2 separate regions of the Mus musculus genome follow, and region 2 is linked to region 1. The links are chromatin contacts, called in public ChIA-PET maps. All regions are on one chromosome and are shown on one strand. Each heading gives the region's core, a stretch centred on a gene start, on an enhancer-like site or on the middle of the called end of the contact. The rest is flanking DNA. Distances are from core to core; before and after follow the strand shown. Region 1 overlaps Hdac4 (histone deacetylase 4). Region 2 has its middle 7.9 kb from the start of Gm35992.

The links. ChIA-PET counts read pairs in DNA pulled down with a chosen protein or histone mark.
Region 2: a contact with region 1 is called in an RNA polymerase II ChIA-PET map of memory CD8 T cells, with 6 read pairs. The contact joins two enhancer-like sites. A contact is called at or near these places in 1 of 484 Hi-C or Micro-C datasets (embryonic stem cells), 4 of 115 datasets of contacts at active chromatin or transcription factors (T-cell acute lymphoblastic leukemia, embryonic basal ganglia, embryonic fibroblasts and 1 more) and 1 of 9 other capture datasets (embryonic stem cells).

The regions. Positions count from the first base shown.
Region 1 is chr1:92,066,106-92,071,928 of GRCm38.p6, reverse strand. All of the region lies in intron 2 of Hdac4 (histone deacetylase 4), which reads left to right. Among named protein-coding and RNA genes, the nearest start is that of Hdac4, 110 kb to the left of the region's middle. Within about 2 kb of position 2,543, at least 33 of the 459 cell types and tissues checked have an H3K27ac peak or open chromatin away from gene starts, as enhancers often do. A contact at or near this core is called in embryonic basal ganglia and memory CD8 T cells, where this site is marked.
Region 2 is chr1:92,368,759-92,374,581 of GRCm38.p6, reverse strand. No RefSeq gene overlaps it. Among named protein-coding and RNA genes, the nearest start is that of Gm35992, 7.9 kb to the left of the region's middle. Within about 2 kb of position 2,786, at least 122 of the 459 cell types and tissues checked have an H3K27ac peak or open chromatin away from gene starts, as enhancers often do. A contact at or near this core is called in embryonic basal ganglia and memory CD8 T cells, where this site is marked.

The DNA.
Region 1 (5,823 bases), core at 1,294-3,793:
GGAACTGAAAGCCGGTCTTCTGCAAAAAACATTACAAAGTTTGAGCCATCTTTCCAGTCCTGTGACTGGGTATTTTTGGGTTTTAGCAGCAAGTATATCTGAGTATAGGTACTTACTTTGAAGCATATCTGATAGTACACAGGTGGCCTCACCCTTGGGGACACTTGGACTAATACATCTGATTGTGCTCTTTAGGATCTTTAGGACGTCTTGATATTTTGAGGACCAGCTTTGTCAGGTGTTCTTGGTTGAGTAGAGACTTGGAGCTTGAATTCATTTGAAGCCATTTTTCTTTTCTTGTGATCAGTTTCCTTATATATAATTGCTTGATTTGTCCACCCATGAACCCACCTATTCCCCAACCTGTCAATTTTGCTTTTGAAAGTTACTGTCCCAGCATCATGGGTACAAAGGTCACCCCTGTCCCCCAACACACACACACACACACACACACACACACACACACACACACACACAATAGAAGCTCTGTCTCCATAGACAGGTAGAAAAAAATGAGTAGAGTAACTTTGGGTTGACTAGATAGCTGTTCCAGATAATGCCTCTTTGCTAGAGGTAGAGAATGCGGCTCGGCTGATATCAGACAGCATGGTGCTGAGCTAGTCTCTGGTCACATTCAGCTTTCCCTTTTAATTTGTGTTGTTATAAATGGATTTTCCTGCAAATGAATCTATGAAAAGAAATCTTAATTTCCTCCCAAACTTTTTTTCATTGATTTTATTTTTTTAACATATAAGAAATAAATGTAATAAACCAAATACATGGACAAAAATACAAGAATCATATGATCATCTCAATGGAAGAAAAAAAAAGAAAAAGTCTTTGATAAGATTCAACATGCATTCTTAATAAAAGCCCTAGAACAAGTAAGACTGTAGGAAACATATTCCAACATAATAAAGGTTATGTATGACAGACTCATGATCAATATCATCCTAAGTGAATAAGACTATTAATAAGCCTCATTAAAATCAGGAATGGGAGAGGACTGCCCACTATCTCTACTGCTCATCCATAATGTGATTGAAGCATTAGCTAGAACAGTAAGACAAGAGAAGGGATAAAATTGAGAAAATATTAAGTCAAATTATTTTCAGTTGAAGATTGTACTATACTATACCCAATGTTCCCAAAATTTGACTAGAAAAATTGTAGAAATTATCAATAATTTCAGCAAAGTGTTATGATACATAATTCACTTACAAAATTTACCAGTCTTAATACATATGAGTAACAAATGGACCCTTCCCCATACCCCCCCACTCCCCCCCCACCGAGAACTAAACCTCTACAAAAGAGATTGGGATCATTCTTGGTTGTGTTTCTTTTCCTTTGTGAGAGAGAAAGGCCTTGGGATTTGTCTGCCCTCTGTTCTTTTGAAGAGCTGCTTGCTCTGTTCTACTCTCTGAAAATCTGCTCTCCACTCTTAACAAGCAGCTGGAACTCAGTGGAGTGCCTCAGCAGGAACTACAAAGCAATGGCTGTGGCTGTGCAAAACAGATGCTGTTTGCATTAAAAGACAAACATAATATTTGCATTAATACAACATTATTTGCATAGACTGGTTTATCCTTACCCAAGAGCTGGTTACTTTTAACTAAGCAATCTTTTGCTGATTATTTTTCACAGAGTTGCTTTTGCATAAGTGTGGCTGATTTCAAAGAAGGGTTCTTGGACATGCAAATGTGTTGTCCATGATGTGTGTAGAGAATAGCCCATGCCCAGCAGTGATCTTCATCACTTAGGCTTTTGCTTGCTTTTGTTCTCAGGCATGGCTAATGAGCATTGCCTTCTTCAGAGAAGCACTAAACTGCAGAGCTTTGCGGTCCCTTGCCTACTCCCCATGGAAAGCAGCAACCTTGGTGGGCAGTTGGTGTTTCTGCCTTCTGTTTTCAAGGACAGCTACACTTCATGTGATTTATTCAAGAATAAAGAAATTGGCACCAAGGAAAATTGATGGGCTCTTAGAAGTAAAACACAGCCTGCTTCAGCCTTAAAAATGCACTGGTTCGGGTTTTCTAGTATCAGAGTAGAAAGGGAAATTTTGTACTCGGGGATTTGTATTTATATAAGAAGCTAACAAGGTGTTTCAAACAGTGATTTTTTAAAACATGCGCGTGCGCGCGCGCACACACACACACACACACACACACACACACACACACAACCCTACACTACACTACACCACACCACACACAAGGGAAACAAGTCTTCAGAAATATACTTGTGGTAAAAGTGGTCTTGGTGATTGTGTGAACTTTATGTTATTTCCTGCACAGCTGTGTTTACTACATGTTCACTAGTGTTTTATCTTAGCATTGATCATTGCACTCCACCATGGAGATGGCTTCTTCATTGTGAAATAATCCTTTAGTTGTTATTCTGACCCATAGTTTCTGAATGTTAAACATTTTTAGTTTTAATTATTTTATTCATATAAATTTTCTGACTGTGTGTATACATGTGTGCTCCATGTGCCTGCTCCTTTGGAGGCCAGAAGATGGCATCAGATACCCTGAAACTGTAGGTACAGGTTGTTTTGAGCCACCATATGAAGGCTAGGAACTGAACCTGCGTCCTCTGCAATAGCAACAAGTGTTCCTAAGTTCTGAGCCATCTCTCAAGCCCCAGTAAACATTTTTTGTTAGTCTGAAAGTGTCTTCCACCTCTCTCTCTCCCTCTCTCTCTCTCTCTCTCTCTCTCTCTTTCTCTCTCTCTCCCCCCCCTCTCTCATATTAAAGTTTAGCTAGGTACAAAAATGGAGTTAGCTACACCCTTCAGCAGCAGTTTTATCTTTTACTCTTTCCCCTCTACTGCTATTAGAAAGTAGTTTTCTGCCCAGCTATCCTCTCCTCCTAACTCCAAAGATTCCTTTTATATCTTGTCTTCAGAGAGAGGAAGGATTACATCCTTGATCTTAACCAAAAGACCAAGCATCAACCCGTGTTTTCTTTCTTCATGGGTACGTGTCTTACTGTCTCAGTGCTGTATAAATATCTTTCTATGTTGATATTTAGATATTTTACTGAAAAGTGTCTACATGCACATTTGTTCTTGTTTATACTACTTAGGACTTCAGAACTCTAGTAATGTTTCTGAATTCTAGAGTATTGTCATTATTAAGTTTTGCATTGTGTGTTTCTTTCGGGTTTTGGTTCAGTAGTTCACACTAGGTCTGTACTGGCTATTCTTGCTCATTTGCTCATTGCTCATTACTTTCTCTTGTTTGTTTTTATGCTACATTCCAGTGGTCTAGGTCTGTAGTCTTATTCTTATTTTTTTTCTCTCTATATCTAATCTAGCAATTCTAGAAAACTGCATTCATTCGTCTTAAAAATTTGCATTAAAAACTGCTTTACAGGAGCACCTTTTTTCTAAGTTTCTTTTTTTCATTGTAGTTATTATTCTTTACCTCTTATTATTAGATTTGTATACTTTATTTTACATGAATATTTTGTCTGCACGTATGTGTGTATACCATGCGCATGTATGGTATCCATAGAGATCAGAAAAGGGCATGAGATTGCCTGGGACTGGAGTACAGATGGTTGTGTATCAACATAGGTGCCAGAAACTGAACTGAGACCGATCTGAGAGCAAAAAGTGTTAATTGCTGAGCAATCTCATTAGCCCCTTTAACGTTTATTATTAAGTATATAAGCATATTTTTCTTTTATTGAAAATAGATCAATTTCTCACATAATACATCCTGATTATGGTTTTCCCTTCTATGCCTTCCAGTTCCTCACTACATCCCTCCTATTCAGATCCACTCCTTTCTATATCTCATTTTAAAAGAACAGATTAGTAAGGAATAATAATAAAAGATTAAAAATATAACAAAATATATAAGTAAAATATAATAAGATAAAACAAAAACTATCACATCAAGTTGGATGAGACAAATCTACAGAAGGAAAAGAGCCCAAGAGAAGACACAAGATTCAGAGACCCACTCTTTTGCACTCAGAAATCCCATAAAAACACTAAATTGGAATACATAATATACACATACAGTGGACCTGGTGCAGGCCCTGTGAATGTTGCTTCAGTCTCTGTGAATTTATGTGACAATTGATCATGTTGATTTAGAGCACCCTTTGAAGTTGCTTGGTCACCAAACAGTGTTGGATATAGGTTCCATCTCGTAGCATGGGCATTGAGTCAAATTGTCTATTGGATGTTTACTCCCACAAATTGTATGCCACCATTGCCCTAGTATATCGTGCAATTAGGACACCATTGATAAATACAATTTTAAGAGAAGTGTAAACCTTAACATGGCAGCATCCAGGCAGATATGATGCAGGAGGAGCTGAGAGTTCTACGTCTTCATCTGAAGGCCACTAGGAGAAGACTGGCTCCCATGTGGTTAGGAGGAGGGTCTCAAAGTCCACCCCCACACTGACACACTTCCTCCACCAAGGCAACACCTCCTCATAGTGCTTCTCTCTGGGTGTATTCAAACCACCACACTTTTAAATATAATTATGTTTTGAAAACTTTTTAAAAGATGTAATCATATCAATGTGCTCTGCACTTAAACAAAAATTAAGGAAAGCTTTGTAACATTTAAAAAGTTGACTATATATTAGAACCCAAGAAAAACCTCTTCTTTCTACTCTGCATCAGCAGCTCCTCCCCCATCAGGAAGGTTCTGCAGAGATACCTGAGGTCTAGAGAGCCTGTCAATGCTGAGGACCAGGCACTTGCTCTGAAGTCAGCCCAGACCTGTTGGCTACCCAAATTGATAAGATCCATATGAAACCTGAGCTTCCCAGTAGGGTCCAAACAAACCTGGGGCAAAAGTCCTGTTGCCAGGACCTCCATTTGAACATGTCTCCTAGAATAATTTGCTAGATTGGATTTCCAGTCCTTAATATGGCTCTTCATCCCAGCATCTGCTGTAGTATAAAGATAGTCCTAGCCTTCTAGAAGTCATCTTTCCTGTCACATCACACAAGGTGGGCAGACCCTGCTGGCTTCCAGGAAGAACTCCTTGCTAGTAGCTTCCTCATGGAAAGGAGAGCTGAGCTTATTATAGTTTATACAGTAATCCTAGATAGATGGCCTGTAATGGAGCAATACTATGGATCAGCATGCCCGATTACTGTACCAAAGTGAGATGTTGAGTCTTAGCCAGTGATGGCCCCCAAGCGCAAAGCAGTAGATATAAGGACATGGTGACTGCAGTCCCCTGAGCCAACAGTGGGAAGGCAGTGCCCTTGGACTGGCTGGAATCTCAAGTCACATTTACACAGTCTGCCTTTCATTGTTGCTACCTCTGTTTTCAGCAGGGTGGCCTGAGATCTTGGGTAGCATCCTCTTATGGAGCCCTGAGTGCTGGGGACAGAATGATTCCACTTGGATGGTTTCTCCAAGGCCCCTGTCCTTGAGGGCAGGTTCTGCTTTGGTCTGCTCCTGATCATGATGGTCAGAACTGTGAAATTTAAACAGGCATTTCCTTTAGTTAGGGGATACATCTGACACCTCATGGGAGCAGAGAACAGCTGTTTTTTCCTCTTCTTCTATAGCCTGACTTGCTGACAGCCATTATGGAGACAGTGGTCCCAAAGGTAATGCAGGTCAAGGTCTCACCTTCCATATAAGAGTAACACACCGAGAGAGTAGCACTGTATTCTTGGTCATAAGAGTGCGAGAACACAGGCTACAGTGAGGCAAAAGGGAGAAAACCAAAATAACGCAACCAGCTCTATTGTAGATTTACTGGACATTCATTCCTGTACAACCTGGGTAGGATATGTAGCATCTAGATTGTAGTATAACACTGTCTGTTTCTTTGTA
Region 2 (5,823 bases), core at 1,537-4,036, 300 kb before region 1:
TCCATTGCTAACTTGAAATGATTTTGAATCCATGGGAACATACCTGTGGGTGCGTCCCTGAGAAGTTAACCAGCAAGGAAGCCCCCCTCTAGATGTGGGTGGCACCGTCTCTTGGGTCCTACACTCAATCAAAAGGAGAAACCAGGCTTAGCATTGGCGTCTCTCTGCTCTGTGACTACAGCTGTGACGTGACCGGCTGCCTCAAGCTCTTGCCACTGTCCCTTCCCTGTTATAAGATTGTACCCTCAAACTATAAACTGAAATAATCTTCTCTTTCAGCTTCCCTTGTCACTGGTACCAGCTGTGAGTGACCTCTGGCAGTGATGCCAGCCCCTTGGGTATATGCTGACATGTACTGGAAAAGACAGCATAGCTCCCTAAAAACCATAGACCTTAGAATCCTTACCTGGCAGTTTGAAACCAAAGAGATGGGGTGAGGAGGTGTGGTGGGAGTGAAGGGTGGGCAGTTTTGTTCTTTGATACAGGCTCAGACCTCTTCTCACAGCAAGCATGCCCACTGCGTCCCTCAGTGGTGCACAGCTGGGGGTCCAGGCAGTGGCACTTCCAAGGCACAGGTCTTGAGGAAGCATACGACCAGCACAGGGGCAGCTTGGCAGTTGCTGAGAGCTAGCAGTGTGAAGGTCTGGATTAGCAATCCTGCTCCCAGGTGTTTTATGTGTGTGTTTGTTTGTTTGTCTGTTTGTTTGTTTTTCTAGAGACACAGAGTGTACGCTCACCAAGTACCTGGGGTGTCTTCAGTCAGGGTTTCTATTCCTGCACAAACATCATGACTAAGAAGCAAGTTGGGGAGGAAAGGGTTTATTCAGCTTATACTTCCACATTGCTGTTCATCAATAAAAGAAGTCAGGACTAGAACTCAAGCAGGTCAGGAAGCAGGAGCTGATGCAGAGGTCATGGAGGAATGTTACTTACTGGCTTGCTTCTCCTGGCTTGCTCTGCTTGCTTTCCCAGGACTACCAGCCCAGGGATGGCACCACCCACAATGGGCCCTCCCCACTTGATCACTAATTGAGACAATGCCTTGCAGCTGGATCTCATGGAGGCATTTCCTCAAGGGAGGCTCCTTTCTCTGTGAGAACTCCAGCTGTGTCAAGTTGACACACAAAACCAGCCAGTACCTGGGGTGAGCATAGTAGCAACTCCAGTTGTGACCATAGTACACTGGGAACGTCCAGGGCCTTTGTAGCCGAAAGGCTGAACTCACTACAACACACTATGTCTCGTCCACAGAGGAGACCCAACAGAAGCAGGCCTGTGGCAGGAATCCTCACTCCCACCCTGGGCTGGTGCTGGGAACATAAAGGAGTGTCTTTTCGCCTAGAAAGATGGGGCACTGAGAGCAAAGAAAGGAGTCCATCTGAGTCCAGTTTGTCACACCAGTGAGTTTAATGGTATTCCTTACAGGAACATGGCTGACTTTTGGAGACCCATATCACTGAAAATCTCAGCCCAGCATAGGTGACAAATCATGAAAGCTATGTCACCAGAACACCCTGGGCAGCTTTATTGGCGGTTACATTCCTGAAGCGATTCCCTCACCCTGGCTTCATATTGTTTGCCTCTTACCTAACTTCTTGGGGGAGAGGGACATCCTGGAAATCTCCTGAAGGCTCAGGAGCTGCCCCCTGTCTGACAAGCTTAATAGCATCTCCTGAGGGTTTCCGGTGAGTGACCACAGAGGCTCTTACTCAAGACAGCCACTGTCATGTGTGCCTCCAGGGTGCTGTCCTGCTGGGTTCCGGTGCTGTATCACTGGGGATAGCAGCTGTGGATGGAGGGCTGAGCAGTGCCTCCAGGGCTTGGGAGGAAGTGAATAATGACATGGGGTCGGTCATGGGCGTCAGAGACCACAAGACATCCAGGGCCGTGACTGGGTGACCATACACTCTTGTGTCTTAATAGTTATAGACCAGCACAGAGAAAATGAATATGACCACAGGGTTACAGCAAGTGGGAATCTCTCATCTCACTCTCTCCTTCAGGGGAGCATGGACTTCTCAGTGACTCACTTAGAAGCATCCACTGGTGGGAGGGGGGATGGGCATGAGCCTATGGTCAATGGGCAGGGACAAGCCCAAGGGACCACAAGGAGTAGGCCTGCAGAGTCCCAGGACCTGGGAGGAGAAAGGGGTCCTGATGTCTGATAAGTGCAAAGACTTCCTGAAGCTCTCTGGTAAGGAGTGATTTCCCCCCCCCCCTTCCCAAGTATCCAACTTCCTAGTTTCCTAGGTGATGTGTAGTGGTCAGGCCAGGGTACTGAGGCCAGGGGGCTGGGCTCTGAGAGGTGAAAACTTGCTGTAGACAGAGCCCTGTGAAATACTGGCAAAACTCTGATCATCTGAAGGCAAGGTGGAATGACCAGGGTCCCCAGGGTGTAGTCCTCCTTGCTCTGGACTCCTGGTTGCCTTCCCACTAGATTCTCGCCCTGCTCCCCAGGAGGGCATGCCAGAAGCATCTGGCATGGGATGGTCAGGTGACTCCTAATGAAGGAGAACCTGCACTTACTGGACAGAAACCCCTCAGCCTGAATGTAGGCACAATCGGAGGAAACCAGAGAGAGATTGCTTCCACTTCAGACCGTGGAGACCGCATCGGTTCCAGAATGATGGTTGCAGCGTGGGTGGGCTGGGCTGGGGCACCAAGCTCCCCTGCAGAGGATCGATGGATGGAGAGGCAATTTTGAGCAGTTCTCTTTATGGCAGCTACCCCACTGTGTGAGGCGTTTCTAATTTTAGAACACAGGTTGTCATGGCAACAGGATGTGTTTTCCGTTAAATATAGCAGCTGTTTCGGTTTTATTTGCCCTATGGACAGGAGTGTGGTTTTGCCTGGAGAGTTCTTAGGATATTCTGGGAGAGTGGGGGATGAAACAATTGGGTTGCAACGAAGACCCAAGGAAATGGGCCCAGTTCCCCATGACTCCAGAGCTGGAAGCTGAGCCCGTGGACTGGGCAGGCCAGGTGGGCAATGCCAAGCACCACAAGCTCAGGTGCTAGACAGCTTTTGAAAAGCATCGTGCTGCTTCAGGACATCCCTGCTCCAGCCATGGCTCAGAGCCCAGGCATCAGGAGCTACAGGTGTGGCATAGTCCAGGGCCCTTGGCTCTAGGGTACATCGCTGAGTTCTGTGATTATTGGCTTGACTTTGGCTTTGTAGCAAAGTGTCAGGTCCCATCTCCTGGCTCCTGGCCACACCCCATACCCAGTGGCTCAAGCTATGCTGGACCACTTCATATGCCTCCCGGCATCTTCATGGTAGGGAAAGGGCAGTGTCATTAACTGCTGCATAGGACAGACTTACCCTGGCTGCGTTTCTCTGGAAAAGACACCCTGGTCACACTCATGCCATGCTGGTAGAAGCCTTTGGCTTAACAACAGGATGGGCCTGGCCTGGCTCACACATAGGTCCCTATGGAATCTCCAGAAAGCAGGGGACTCTCTGGCTCCTACCATTCTTTCCTTTGGCCCGTGGTAACTATGAGCACACGGCCAGTCCCAGGACATAACATCACCCTGTGTGATCAGTCAACCTAGGCCAAACTGTTCAGTGCGGTGCTGTCCAATAAGCTGTTATGTTAGTGTATCCCCATAAACTTGCTGCTCGCTTGGGCATGAATGGCCCTGCAGACCTTGTTTCTTTGACAGCACCCTCTCCCTACTGCTCCTGAAAACAGTGTGTCTGTTTGTCATTGCAGATGCTAATCCTATGGGGGTAGGGTTCCTGTTCTATGTAGGGTGGTGCCAGTACCCTGTGGGGAGCACCAGGATCCTGTGGGGAGCACCAGCACCCTGTGGGGAGCACCAGATTCCTATGGGGCCCCTTTGCAAATTGCTTTTACTCTTTTTGTCCATTGTCTGTCCGTCTTTCTCTGTCTCTCTCCCTCTCTTTCTTTTTCTTTCTTTCTTTCTTTCTTTCTTTCTTTCTTTCTTTCTTTCTTTTCTCTCTTTCAAGAGGCAGCCACAAATCAGCTTTCCAAAGGGGAAAATCCAGTAAAAATTGGACAAAGCTATTACTGGAAGTCATACTGAAAAAAAATACTGAGAGATGGTATATATTAACCTAAGTTAGAAAGCACAGGTCCATCGAGCTATGCTAGAGCCATGGCTGGACCTGGTAAATGTGCTCCCCATTGACCTGGCACACGTGGATGAACTGTGGCCCCAAGAAAGCTGTCCACACCCCGAGCTCTAGAACCTGTGAGGCTGACCTATACAATGTGCTTAAGATGAAGGGGTCCCTGGGGTTCCTTGGGGAGGGGGCACGGCGCTGTTCAGTAACACAGTGACATTTAAGAAAGGGAAGAGGAAGCGGTGCCTAGGCTGAATCATGCCCCCTAAAATACACTGAAATCCCATCTTTGGGAATGGGGTGGTTTCAGGAAATGAAGTGAGAATGAGGTCATCAGGTGGGCCCTGATCCAGTAGGAAAGACTTTTAAAGCAGAGGAAGTTAAATGCAGAGACAGCCATGTGATAGTGTGTGAAAAACGAAGGCAGAAGCTATAGAGGTGCCATAGCAGGGAGGGGGTGTGCGGGGGGAGGGGGGGCTGGGGGAAATTCCAAACACTGACAGTGACCAACATCTGAGGAGATCAGGCTAGGTCTTTCTAATGGCATCAGATGGACCCACACCTTGATTGGGAACCTTCGGTCTCTGCAACAGGGAGGACATTTATAATGGTGCTATTATGGTAGCCCCAGAAAACTCACATAGAGATTTATAGAAGAGGCTGAGAGGAAGGGGAGATGAAGGTGTATATGAATGCCACATGACCATAGAGACAAACAGAGCTAGGAATGATACAGCCATAAGTTAAGGAAGCCTAGAGCCATGAGACCAAAAGAGTAAAGAACAGATCCTCTATTGGACCCTTGAAGGTAATGTGGCCCTGATGGTGCCTGGATCTTGGTTGGTGACCTGGTCCTGGGTGAGGCACAGTCACACAGGCACACAGGACCTGTGCCTAGGATGTAAAGAAGGGCAACACATCCCTGCTGGCAGGAACATGGTCACCTCACAGAAAGGTGGTGTGTCACTGTGGACCATGGACATTTGGAGATGCTTTGGAAAGTGAAAGGATCCATCTAAGGGCAAGACTTCCACACAAGGGCATGGGTCTGATCTGAAGCCCCAGCTTGAGGATGGTAGTTTGGGAGAATGGGCCTGACCTTCCTCGAGGTGTGGGTAAAGATGAGTCTGCCTGGGGGCATGAGAATAGGAGAGCTGACCCTGCCTCCTGCCAATGGCAGCGTTGGGTGGACGATCCAGAGCAGTGCTGGAGAGCTTGCCCTGATGGTGCAGATAAGGGAGAGTTGGTGGGCTGACCAGCTCGGCTACCACCCAGGCCCAGACCTAGGACTCTGTATTGGCCCACACCCAAATCTACATCACCGGCAAATGGTTGGGATATGTGAAAGGGCCAGTCCTGCTATTCCACAGCGGGAGGATCTCCATGACATAGGGCAACAACAGGATAACCAGAATCCAATACTGATGGTGTCACAGAAGCCAGAGGTCTTGAACCAAGCCAATGGCCCATTGCAGTGAATATTTGCAAGTGAAGATGTGTGCACAGAGGGATATACTGTGGGACACACTGTGACACACTACAGCTTCTATGATGAGATGTTCTTGTTATTGTATGTTTTATTTTGAGTGGGAGGCTGCACGGGCAAAGGGTAGATATGAAGGGATGGGAAGGTGAGTGGGACGAGGGCGCATGGTGTGAAACTCACAAATAATCAATTTCATTTGTAAAAATTAAAAAACCCACTCACTTACTCATGACTCCTGGTCAGAAACA